2 separate regions of the Mus musculus genome follow, and region 1 is linked to region 2. Evidence: chromatin contacts called from public Micro-C data. All regions are on one chromosome and are shown on one strand. The core of a region is the stretch at or near the end of the contact, and the rest is flanking DNA. Distances in the headings are between cores, read along the strand shown. Region 1 holds the start of Pbx3 (pre B cell leukemia homeobox 3). Region 2 holds the start of Ralgps1 (Ral GEF with PH domain and SH3 binding motif 1).

The links. A called contact is a pair of places that touch in the nucleus more often than the background predicts.
Region 1: a Micro-C map of embryonic stem cells shows a contact between it and region 2, with 3 times the contacts expected there. The contact joins the promoter of Pbx3 here to the promoter of Ralgps1 in region 2. A contact is called at or near these places in 1 of 484 Hi-C or Micro-C datasets (embryonic stem cells) and 1 of 115 datasets of contacts at active chromatin or transcription factors (thymic regulatory T cells).

What each region holds. Positions count from the first base shown.
Region 1 is chr2:34,368,054-34,373,483 of GRCm38.p6, forward strand. It overlaps Pbx3 (pre B cell leukemia homeobox 3), which reads right to left and starts at 3,992. Exons shown (of 9, transcript NM_016768.2): 1 at 3,668-3,992; 2 at 2,771-2,844. The coding sequence starts at 3,867.
Region 2 is chr2:33,369,980-33,376,014 of GRCm38.p6, forward strand. It overlaps Ralgps1 (Ral GEF with PH domain and SH3 binding motif 1), which reads right to left and starts at 1,515. Exons shown (of 20, transcript NM_175211.5): 1 at 1,291-1,515.

The DNA of each region.
Region 1 (5,430 bases), core at 2,742-5,241, 1.0 Mb after region 2:
CTGATCAGAAACCTCAAAATCTACCAGCAGTTCTACAAAGACATGATTTTTTTTTTTTAATGATTTTGTCTTATTTTAAAAGAAAACCAAAACTAAAATCACACTGTCCACTGACAGTGGCAGTTCCCACCCACCACCCCTTTAGTTCACAACTTGTCAGCCCCCTCCCTCCCCTTCACTATGCAGAATAGAGTCATCACATAATATTCCTGATTTATATTCACAAATGACTAGATGAACTTTCTGTGGGTAATTAATCCTTATGTATTATGATAATAGATTAATAAAATTATTTAAAGAGAAAGTATTAAGTAGCATACACATATTCCCTAACACTTATTTTCTAAGTTCATAATGTCTCTAAAGCAGGGCTGCAAAAGCAGGCAAGGGATAGGCCCTGGAATGTGCTGCCCAGCTTTCTCTGCTTTGGTAACACTAATGTCTACACAGCTGTTTTATTTCAAATTGAGGGCTGAGTCTAGCGATCCTGTCTCCTTCTAAGACTGGGTTTAGAGCATGAGGCAGAGCTATGGATAGTAGGGGAGAAAGGAGAAGAGAGAGAGAGCTTCACCCCATCAATCACTCAGTACTTAAATCCCATCCCTCTCGAGCTCAGAGAGGCAGGCAAGAGGATGCCTCTGCCCAGACAGCCGCCTTCACTGTCGGCTGCTGGCTTTTTATAAAAAAGATAACCTGCAAACTTAGGTCGCAGGTCAACGCACAAAAAGAGGATCTAATTTACAAGTTATCACTGAAAGCCCAAGAAACAATTTTCAAAACACAGAAATTTCTTTTGTCTGCTCTCTCCTGGTTGTTAAATAGCAATAGCCCTACCAAAGCTCTCTCTGACCATAATCCCAGACTCTGAAAAGACTTGTTTCTTTTCCTAACTCACCTTTGACATGTCGTTGACTACGCTTTCCTTTCAGAATGGTGTAACTAAGTCCTGTGCAAATAAGCAACTGGAAGACTAACACTTCTTAATTGAATTTCTCCTGCTGATAAGTGTTCAAACATGAAATGCTGTGTAGTTCTGTGTGGTTAGACCAAAACTATAAAGGGACAGAAAATAAATACAAATCATAAAGAAGGGTGTTCTTGCTAGAGAAGAGCATCAATTCCCTCTCTTTAGTAATATAGTGCCATATAAAATTGAATCAATCTTAATATTCACAACACAGTCAATATTCCAGTGCTTAGCTGTCAGCACGAACTGGAGTGGAGCCCTGATAGCAAGAAAACCCTTAGAAATTAAGCAACATAAATGTCCTAAGAGTATATACTTTTATTCACCCAAATTAAAGCCTTCAAGGTTCAATGCTGGACATCTTTATAGTTAGATTAAAATCATCTAACATCTTAAATCATAAGGTGCTCAAAAGGTGGTTAAAATCAATATATAATAAGTCAATAATTTAAAACGACTTGGTTTTCAAAATGTAAAGTGTATCACCAAAAAACAAAAAACAATCATTAAAAAAAATCATGGCATGAATGAAAAGCAAATAAGGTTATTTCTTTAAGCTCTCAATATTTACTAATAACTCTGGTTTAGCATACATACATTAAGAGAAAGCAATAAACCATCATCTTCCCTGGCTTACTTTTAGGAATATGAATAGTACCTGTTTAAATAGAGTATAACTTAACTTCCTGCCTAACAGTCCTAGGCAGTATATTATTATTTGTAAAATCAACTCAAAGACAGCCAAACATTGAAACATTAAAACAGCCTTAGTTGGAAAATGCAATATACTGGACTTGATTGTTTTTCTTCTTTGCCTCAATTTACAAAGGGGCAACTTTAAAAAGCAATACAACCCAACACATACAACCACAAATAAATCAATCAATGGTAAAGCTTGACTGATGGAGGGTTGTTTTTTTTTTTAACCATATACAGGAAAGATAACTAAACACAAACTAAAACATGTAAAACATATGTATATATATGCACTTTAGCTTTACCCTTAAGTCAAGAGTAAAAATACCTTAAATAGAAAAAGTCTGACAAGAAAGTTAAACTATAAGGAACTGTCAAAAATTTTCCCTACTCTGTATCAGCAATTTTCATTCTAGCACTTCTGCAAACCTATCCTACTCCTGCCCTGAACTTCAGAATGTTTGTTTCATCAGGATCTGTGGACATCTTTCTTTATACATTGAAGCTCAGTTTTACAAGTGTAGCAGTTGTAAGACGGAGGCTATAATAGAAGTACTAATAGGCATGATACATTGTATATGCCTAAGCACATGATTTTCCTTCCTGGATTCCTAAAAATCTTCCCACCTAAAGCACCAAGTCCAGGGTATTACTGAGGTGTGTTCGGTTGTGACTTCTACCAGTAGAACCGAAGCTTAAAACTGTCTAAGTAAAACAAAGTTCTAGTGACGCCTCTCCAGGGGAACCGGTCCCTGGCATCCAGTCTCCCACCGCTCCTTTTAAAAAATGCTACACAGGCAAAAAGAGATAGGAGAGGGCAACTAGCTAGAGCCCCCTCCCCGACTGAAACCAGGGACTACCTCCTAGGGAACTGCGACCCAGCTCCATTCTCATATACACTTCATTTAGTACCAAAGCAGAATTGAGAAATAGACTCCAGATTTATTGCAGGTTTGTTTTTTTTTTCTCAAGATCAGGAGGTGGGAAGCAAAGAATGATCAAAGATGGCGGTGCCCAAAAGCAGCAGCTCTCAACTGGAGAGTCGAAGGAGTAGATCTGACCCCACCTCGGGGGTCTCCAGGCCCACTGTGAGCAGCAGAGTCTTACCTGTTTTCTCTTTGATCTCACACAAGACGCTGAAGAGCGCCGGTTTCATTCTGTGACAGTTCAGAGCATGTTTCCTAAAAAACAAATAGCAAAACACAAAGGTATTAGCATCACCTATTGGAATAATATGGCGCCTTCCTTTAAGTTAGACCCAAGATTTAAAACCGGCCCCCAGTTTGGAAAAGCTCCTTTGAACCACGGGAAGTCAACAAAAACTCAAGTTTACTAGTTCGCAACTGGCGGCAAGCTCTAGCGGCTGAGAGCTCCAGCCCGATAGCAGCGTGACCCATCTGCTGGCTCGACAGAAGCCTCGGCGTACACAGGAGTGACCCGTGCATGAGGCTCCGCTCCGGGGGCCGCGGCGGGACCCAAGGGACCAGACCGGAGCGGAGGGAACCCCAACGCCCAAGCTCCACAAGAGGAGCGGGCGCAGCGGCCAGCGGGCGGCTAATAATCAGCGGGTGACAGCTCCGCAAAGTTTGCCAAGCGGCCCTCCCTCTAGAGAACTTGGCGCTCCCGCACAGGGTTGTGCGGGGAAGCAGCCGGTCACCCCGGACTGGGCCGAGGGGAGTGGGTGCCCGGAGTCTGGGCAGGCGGAGAAAGTTGCACTTCCCTGCGGTGCGGCCACGGACCCGGCTGGGACGCGGAGCGCGCTGGGGTCCGAGCGGGAGGTTTAAATCTGGGGAGGGGGGCGGGCAGCAGGGCACGGACGAAGCAATGATCGAGTTTGTCCCGAGCCCGGCGAGCAACTTTGCCCGCGCGATGGGGGACACAGCAAGTGCCCGGCGGGCGGAGAAAGTTCCCGCCCGCAACTGAGGCCCGGGTCCCGGGAGCCAGCCGGGACCCGAGCCCGGCTCCCGTACACACACAAAAGATGCTTAATGAGACGACACCAACTTTGCTTGCGCCTCGTCCAAGCTCTGGTCGGTGATGGTCATGATCTGGTGGAGGATGTCGCCGATGTCCTGCTTCCTGCCGTCGCCGTCCGCCCCTTCGTGGCCGTGAGGGGGAGGCGGCAGAGCCATACCCCCCTGGACCGAGTGGCCGGCCAGGTTCACCCCGGCCAGAGTCTGCAGCATCCTGGATTGATCGTCCATCCCGCCGCGCGCGGGCGGGAGCGGGCGGCGGCGGCGGAGGCGAAGGCTGAGGCGGCGGCGGCGGCAGCGGCGGCGGCGGCGAGGGAGGAGAAGAAAGAGGGGGAGGGGGAGGGGGAGGCGGCCGCGCGCTCCCCGCCCGCGCGGGAGGGGGCGGCCTGGCCCGGCGCGGCCCGCGACTGAGGGGACGCGGACCGGCGTCCGGCTCCGGCTTCCGCCGCGGAGGAGACTGAGGACAGCGGCGGGCGGAAGCGGCGCGCTCGCCGGCGGAGGCGGAGGCGGTGGTGCCCGCTGCCCTCACGCGGCCGCCGCGCTGCCTCCTCAGCGCCCCTCGCCGCGCCGGGCGGCCCCGCACAACTTGGTCCTCAGCGCCAGCCGAGTTGCCGGGACGCCGCGGCCGCCGCCGCCCGCGCCAGCCAGAACGGTCCCCTCCCTCAGCCGCCTGCCGCCGCCGCCGCCGCCTCAACCGGGCGGGATCGGAGCACCGGCGGCCCCGAGGGAGGGAGCGGCGGCGGCGGCGGCGGGCTGCGGAGGAGGAGGAGAAGGAGGCCGACGGGCGGGCCGCGGGGAGCGAGAGGGGCGGAGGAGGAAAGTTTGGGAGCGGGCGGGCCGGCGCGGCGGGGACACGGAGCCCGGTGGAGGGCCCCGGCGGGCCGCACGCCGGGCGGACAGCAGATTGATGAGGCGGGAGAACTCGCCGCCGCCACCTCCGGTGCCGCGCACCCAGTCAGCAGCCGCTGTGGACCGGGCTCGAAGGCCGCTCGGCTGAGGGATTGACAGGCTGCCAGTGCCACTCACTCACTGCGGCCCCGGCGCCCGCGGGGGGAGGGGCAGGGAGAGCTGAAGGGCGGGGGAGCGCCCCGGATGCCCCGCCTCCGGAGGCGGAGCCTTCTCTCATTGGGCTTTGCGCCTCCCGCCGCCGCCACTGGCCCCGCCCCTAGAACGCAGCCCGTCCCCTCTGGCCTCTGCTGTGGGGTGCCTGAGAGCCAGCCCGGGAGCCTTATGGGCTACTCGCGCCGGCACTCCACAGATGGTCGGTCAGTCCAGCCAGCAAAGTGTTGTCCCCGGATCCTGCTCCTTCCCTATTATTAGCAGTTGGGGACTTAGAGGTGTTATATAGGACCGAATAAAGTGTACCCGTAGCCGACAGCGTGGTCCCCCATTGCATGAGATGAGCTTCACGCCTCGGACAGTGCCTGGGATACTTTCCCGCTCTTCATATCAAGAGGTGGTACCCTCTGGGCACAAGGCCTCAAGCACAGGGCCAATCGCATTGCGCTCAGCGCCGAACGAGGCGGGACAGAGCCAAGAAAGGGTTGTCCCAATTGGAGCGTTCGAAAGTCCTGGGCTGAGACCGGGAAAAGGGTCTAAAAGCCCTGCCCGTCCCACGGTCGCTATGGTAACCCGAACTCAGCACAAGGAGTTAGCGCTGGCAGTAGGGCCTTGCGCTGTCTGTCCCTCAAGGAGTGACCAGTTAGAATGGGAGCCTGTGGTTTCGCATGGACAGAGCTCTTCTCTGAAAAGCTAGCAAATGGAAAGGTCACAGAAACATGTCACCTGGAGAGA
Region 2 (6,035 bases), core at 265-2,764:
CTTCTGCCTCCCAAGTACTGGGATTAAAGGTGTGCGCCACCACTGCCCGGCAAGAAAGAGACCTTAACTCACCTCTTGACAAGGAATTCCCCTCTGGCCCTGGAAGGTCACAATTAGGCACCAGGGATGGTCACTTTGACAACAACAAAACACACAAAAAGGCAAAAATAACTCCCAGGTGTCTGTCCCAGCTCCAAAGAGCCAAGTTCTCATTCCGCCTCTTCGCCCCCACCACGCTGCCTTTTCTATCTTTTTGAGACCAGCACTGTGAAGATCTGCATGAGCATCTGCTACCATGAGATCCAGAACCCTTCCGAGCATAGCATCAACGACTACTCTTGAAGAGCACACATTTTCCAACAGCTGATCAACCAATGAAACCTAACCACCCCGAAATCCAGCCAAGCTCCTTCAACAGCAACAGGGGAGTAAAACAAAAACAACAACAACAACAACAAAGGCAGTGTGCCCACTTAGGGCTCGGTTTGGCTCAGGAAAGCAGTCGGCCTATTAACCAGGGCAGCTGCGATCCTTGTACGACTCAGCAAAGACACAGGCTGCCCTGGCCTGCCCCTCCAAGAGACAACCATGGATGCCTCCAGAGCCTGCAGAAAACCCAAAGCCCCAAGACGGCGGCGGAGAGGGCAGCTTCTTCCTTCTCCAAAAAGGGTCCCACTCACCCTCAGGCTAGTCCTCACCTGCAGCCCTGCTTCCGGACCTGCCAATGATCCTCAGCCCCGCCCCCTGCCTCCCCCCGCCCCCGCCCCTACAGGGTTTCCCCAGCCCCGCCCACTGCACCTGTGCTTTTCCCTAGACTCTCCTTGCAGCCCCTCCCATTGCCACCCCATGCCCCGCCCCTCGCACCTGAGCCCTTTCCCCGCCGCTAACCTACACACAGGTTCCCTTTCTGGTCCCAGAGACCTGAGCTCCCTCCAGACCCCACGCCTCGCGCCCAGGCTCCGCCCCCAATCCATCAGGCCGCGGGACCCGCCTCCTGCACCTGCGCCCTTTCCCCCCCAACACCACCACCACCACCACCACCCCCCCCCCCCGCTCCGCCATCTCCCCGACAACCACACGCTGTCATTCGCGTCCCTGGGACCCGAGCTGGCCATGGTCCCGCCCCCCCCTCCAACCCCAAGCCGAGGTCCCACCCTCGAGCCGAGGCCCCGCCCCACCCCCTCCGGCCGGGGATCCCGCCCCGCCCGCCCCCATTCTCCCCCCCCCTCCGCCCCCCGCACCTGCAGCGGCTCGCGCCCAGGGCCCCGCCCCGCCAGCCGCTCCTCTCACCGCTGTAGTCCGGGCTGGTCACCTTGACGAGGGCCGCAGTGGCTGCCACCGCTTCTTCATGGTCTTGCGAGAGGCCCAGCGGCAGCGGCGCCTTCGTTCCGAGACCGGGGCCGGATTGAGGTTGAGCCAGGCGCAAGCTTGAAACGCGAGGCCGACGCGGGAGCCCAGCCGGTGCCCAGCCGCAGTAGGAACCGTCCACTCCTGGGCCTGAGCGGCGGCCGGCTCAGCCAATCGGCGCGCGGCACCATACCAGGGTTCTCCAACCAGCTTGCCGTAGGGGCGGAGACACGCAAATGAACCGGCTGGTTGCACCAGTGCGCAGCCGCTGCAGCAGCGGTCCCCGTTCCCCCCACCCCCCCACCCCCCACCCCACCAGCCGCGGCCTGCGCTTCGGTCTTGCAGACGCTCAGGCTTGCAAGGATGCTCTGCTGTTCTCGTCGGGCTCAGCCGCCCGCCACGCCCACCCCCTGCCTAGAAATAGACTCAGTCTACAAACATCCTTCCAGGCCTCACCCAGTGTCCTTCTTAAATTCCTACCTAGAGTTTATCGTTTTCAACAACAACATCAAAAAAAAAAAAAAAAAAAAAAAAAAAAAAAAAGGCTTTGTGAGCAAGACATCATCACCTTAGTCCCATTCTTCACAAACCTATCCCTAGGTTTCTTTATGTGATTCTAAATCTGTCAAATTGACAATCACAGTCAATCCAATAACACACTTCGAGGTCCTTGAGACTGACCCATGGTTTTCACAACAGGTAAAAGTTAGGCCTGAAGAGGGTCTTGCCCAAGACCATAGCGTTCAAAGCAGGGAGAATGGGCCTGGAAGCTGTCTCCCTGCACCCAGACCCTTTTATGGCTGGGCCAGGCAAACGCAGTGAGTAGAGCTTAAATCATCTGGCTTAAAGGCAGAGATACTAAGTTACAAAGACCGTGGAAGCCAGTGGGTGGCTGTGAATCCCTAAAGTCAGAACCACAGCAAAATTCTGTTACGCCTACAAGAGAAAGGAGGGTAGGATGCTCTTTGGACTTGTAGACAAGATCATTTTGATAACGTAATTTTTGCTGCTATGGCGTCGCTTATGGAAAGATTTAGATACTGCACTATTTAAAAGAAGAGGGAGAGGAAAACAAGAGAATCAGCAGAAATTAAACCACTTTAAGAGTGAGGTGAGGGAATAGGGGATCTCTGAGGCAAACGTCTGCTATTTTGCATGAAGAACACAGTGATGCCCGAAGGATAGTCTTAAACTGTTTCCCTTAGATAAAACAAGAGATGCATGGTGTGAGGATTCTTTTAGAAAATTTGGAATCCAGAGAGGCTGAGAGCTGAGCGCAAGCTTGAGGAAGCTTGGGTAGATGGCTATAAAGTTAGGAGTGATGGTCTAGCGTAAAGTGGAGTGCTCAGGACACGCATAAGAAAATGGACGTAGCCAGGCGGTGGTGGCGCTCGCCTTTAATCCCAGCACTTGGGAGACAGAGGCAGGCGGATTTCTGAGTTCGAGGCCAGCCTGGTCTACAAAGTGAGTTCCAGGATAGCCAGGGCTACACAGAGAAACCCTGTCTCGAAAAACCAAAAAAAAAAAAAAAAAAAGAAAAAGAAAAAGAAAGAAAGAAAGAAAATGGACGTGCTTGTAGAGGTAACCCTAATGCTTAGGATTTGGGGGATGGAAACTGGAGACTTGCTGTGACTTGCTGGCTAGCAGATTCAGTGAGAGACCCTATCTCATGGGGATAAGATGGAGAGTATAAAGCAGGACACTTGACATCCTCCTCTGGCCACCTCTGCATGCGTGTGCATCACCTGCACATACACTGCACATGCACTGACTGCTCTTCCAAAGATCCTGAGTTCAAATCACAGCAACCACATGGTGGTTCACAACCATCTGTAATGGGATCTGTTGCCCTCTTCTGGTGTGTCTGAAGACAGCTACAGTGTACTTGCATATAATAATAAATAAATTTAAAAAAAAACAAGTACTATAGTTGTTTTTCTAAATATAAATTACTATAAGGCTTAGAGGACTTGCTGCCTGAGTTCACGGTCTGGCTGTGCCAGCAGCTAACTGTGTGCACACATGCAAGTTACTTTTTTGCATGCCTCAGTTTCTTTATGGAAGATGAATGTTGAGGAGGCTGGAGAGATGGCTTAGCAGTTAATAGTACATACTGCTCTGGTAGAGGACCCAGGTTCAGTACTTAGCATCTATATCAGGTTTCACAACTGCCTATAATTTCGGCTTCAAGTTGATCTGTCACCTCTGGCATCCACCTCTACAGGAACCTAAATTAGTGTGCACACATACACACACACACACAGGCATGCACAAGCATACACAGTTATTAACAGTAATTTTTAAATATTTTTTTAAATGACTGTCTTGCCAGGTGGTGGTGGCGGCAATGCATGCCTTTAATCCCAGCTCTTGGGAGGTAGTGGTAAATAGATCTAAGTTCAAGGCCAACCCGGTCTACAGAATGAGTTCTAAGATATCCAGGGCTATACAGAGAAATTCTGTCTTATATTTTTGGTTGTGAGCCTAGCCTTTAATGACTGAGTCATTTCTCTAGCCCAAGAAACACTGTGTTGAAAAGCCATAAAAAAATAAATAATTTTTTTAAAAAACCACTTTAAAATAGTCTCTCTTTTGCACAGGCTGTTGGAAGAGTGAAACAAAGTCCATGAAGGAGAGCCTGGCCTCTCAGGAGCTCCATATGCCCTAGCTGCTGTTAGTGTGCCTATGACTTTGGGCACACATAGGCAAAAAGCCCAGTATCTGTGATATACACATGCTAATGACCTCAAGGTAGTTAATCTTGATTGTCAACTTGACAGATTTAGAAACACAGAAAGAAACCCCTGGGCATGCCTGTGAAAGATTTCCTAGACTGTTCACTGAGGTGGGAAGACCCATCCTAAGTGTGGGTGAATCACTAACCTGGACTCCAGGCTAACGGAAACTGAGAACAGAGGCTGACAGGGGAAATTGCCACCCTCTGCTTCTTGACTAGGATGCAGTGTGACCAGCTGCCTCCTGCTCCTGCCACAGGCCTTCCCCTCCATGACAGACTGAGCCTTTAAACTGTGAATCCCAACAAACTGTTCCCTTCCTAAACTGCTTATCAGTGACTTGTTGCAGTAACACGAGTAATGAATAGAACACCTTCATAAGAGAACTGGCAGTGTCTGGGCTGTGAGATGCTACAGAAGCCCTCCACAAAAGCACTCCCTCAACGCTGTGCTCAGTGCTGGGCCTGCTTCCTTTGATGGCAACCAGAGTTAAATTTCAGAGTAACCGGCTGATGATGTCACACTTAGCCAAGAGGTGGAGGGAATATACACCAAGATTACTGGAAATAGCCAGTCTGTGCTGGCAGATGCCACAGGGTTACCCCTGGGACTAGATTCTCAGGGTGCTTCATCAAGAACTTAAAGCGGGGAGGGGCTGGCGAGATGGCTCAGTGGTTAAGAGCACTGACTGCTCTTCCAGAGGTCCCGAGTTCAATTCCCAGCAACCACATGGTGGCTTACAACCATCTGTAATGGGATCTGATGCCCTCTTCTGCTGTGTCTGAAGACAGCAACATTGTACTCACATGAAATACATAAATCTTAAAAAAAAAAAAAAAAAAAAAAGACAGGGTGAGTGGATTTGGGAAGATTCTCAAGATATGGAATGTAACATTCCAATAAGGATTCCAGCAACAATGATGGGTCTCAGAGGGATGGGGAGCATGGCAGTCAATTCTCAGTGAAGAGGCAACTGTCTTTCTTATACCCTAGCAGATGGTAGACGCAGGCATGCTGCAGTTAGTGTACAGGCAGTCCTTCCTGTACATTCCAGTTCTCTACTATGAGTTAGCCTGCTCAGAAAACATTATCTCTAACCCAAAAATGGACATGTGCAGAACAACAAAACTAAGTCAAACAAGGTCTGAGTTCCCCGCTGAGTTCAAAGATATGGTATACAAGACTGGAGAGGCAGTTGGTGGTTAAGAGCACTGACTGCTCATGAAAAGGACCTGGCTTTGATTCTCAGCCCCCACAAAGTGACTCACAGCCATCTGTAACTCCAGTTCCAGGGCATCTGATCCCCCTCTTCTGGTCTCCTGAGTGCCAAGCGCACACATGGTGTACAAGCATACATACAGTCAGAAACATACACATTAAAAATCTTTTTTTTTTCACAGTGGCCCACCTTCTTGTCTCAGCTCTCAGCACTAATTGCCCTTCTTCATTTGTTGCTGTCTTTTGCATCTTGGTGCTTTTCTGGTGACCTCACTGTGTCAAGTGGTCCCTAGATTTGCTGCCCCAACTAACTACTTACCTTAATTTCTGTTAAACTGCTTGCTGGCATAAAACTTGCCCCTACAGCTGCTGAGCAAGATAACAGCAGATTGATTTCGCCTTTAAAAACACTTTGCTTTAAATGTTTGGTGCTACACTTGGGTCCTGAATACTTGAATGTAGCCTCAGCTGTTTGGAATAAAGACATTCAGTTGTATACAAACTGTATATGAGCGGTCTTCTCTGGTGGACTCCCTGAATGCCACCTATGATTTCAAAGCATTGCAGGCTGTGAAATACCTTACTGAGAAAATAACTGTGTTAGAGAAAGCCTAATGCTATTGGTTAAGATAGATAGATAGATAGATAGATAGATAGATAGATAGATAGATAGATAGATAGATAATAACTAGAATGTATGATATGACTGTAGTATGATAGAAATATCATAGATAG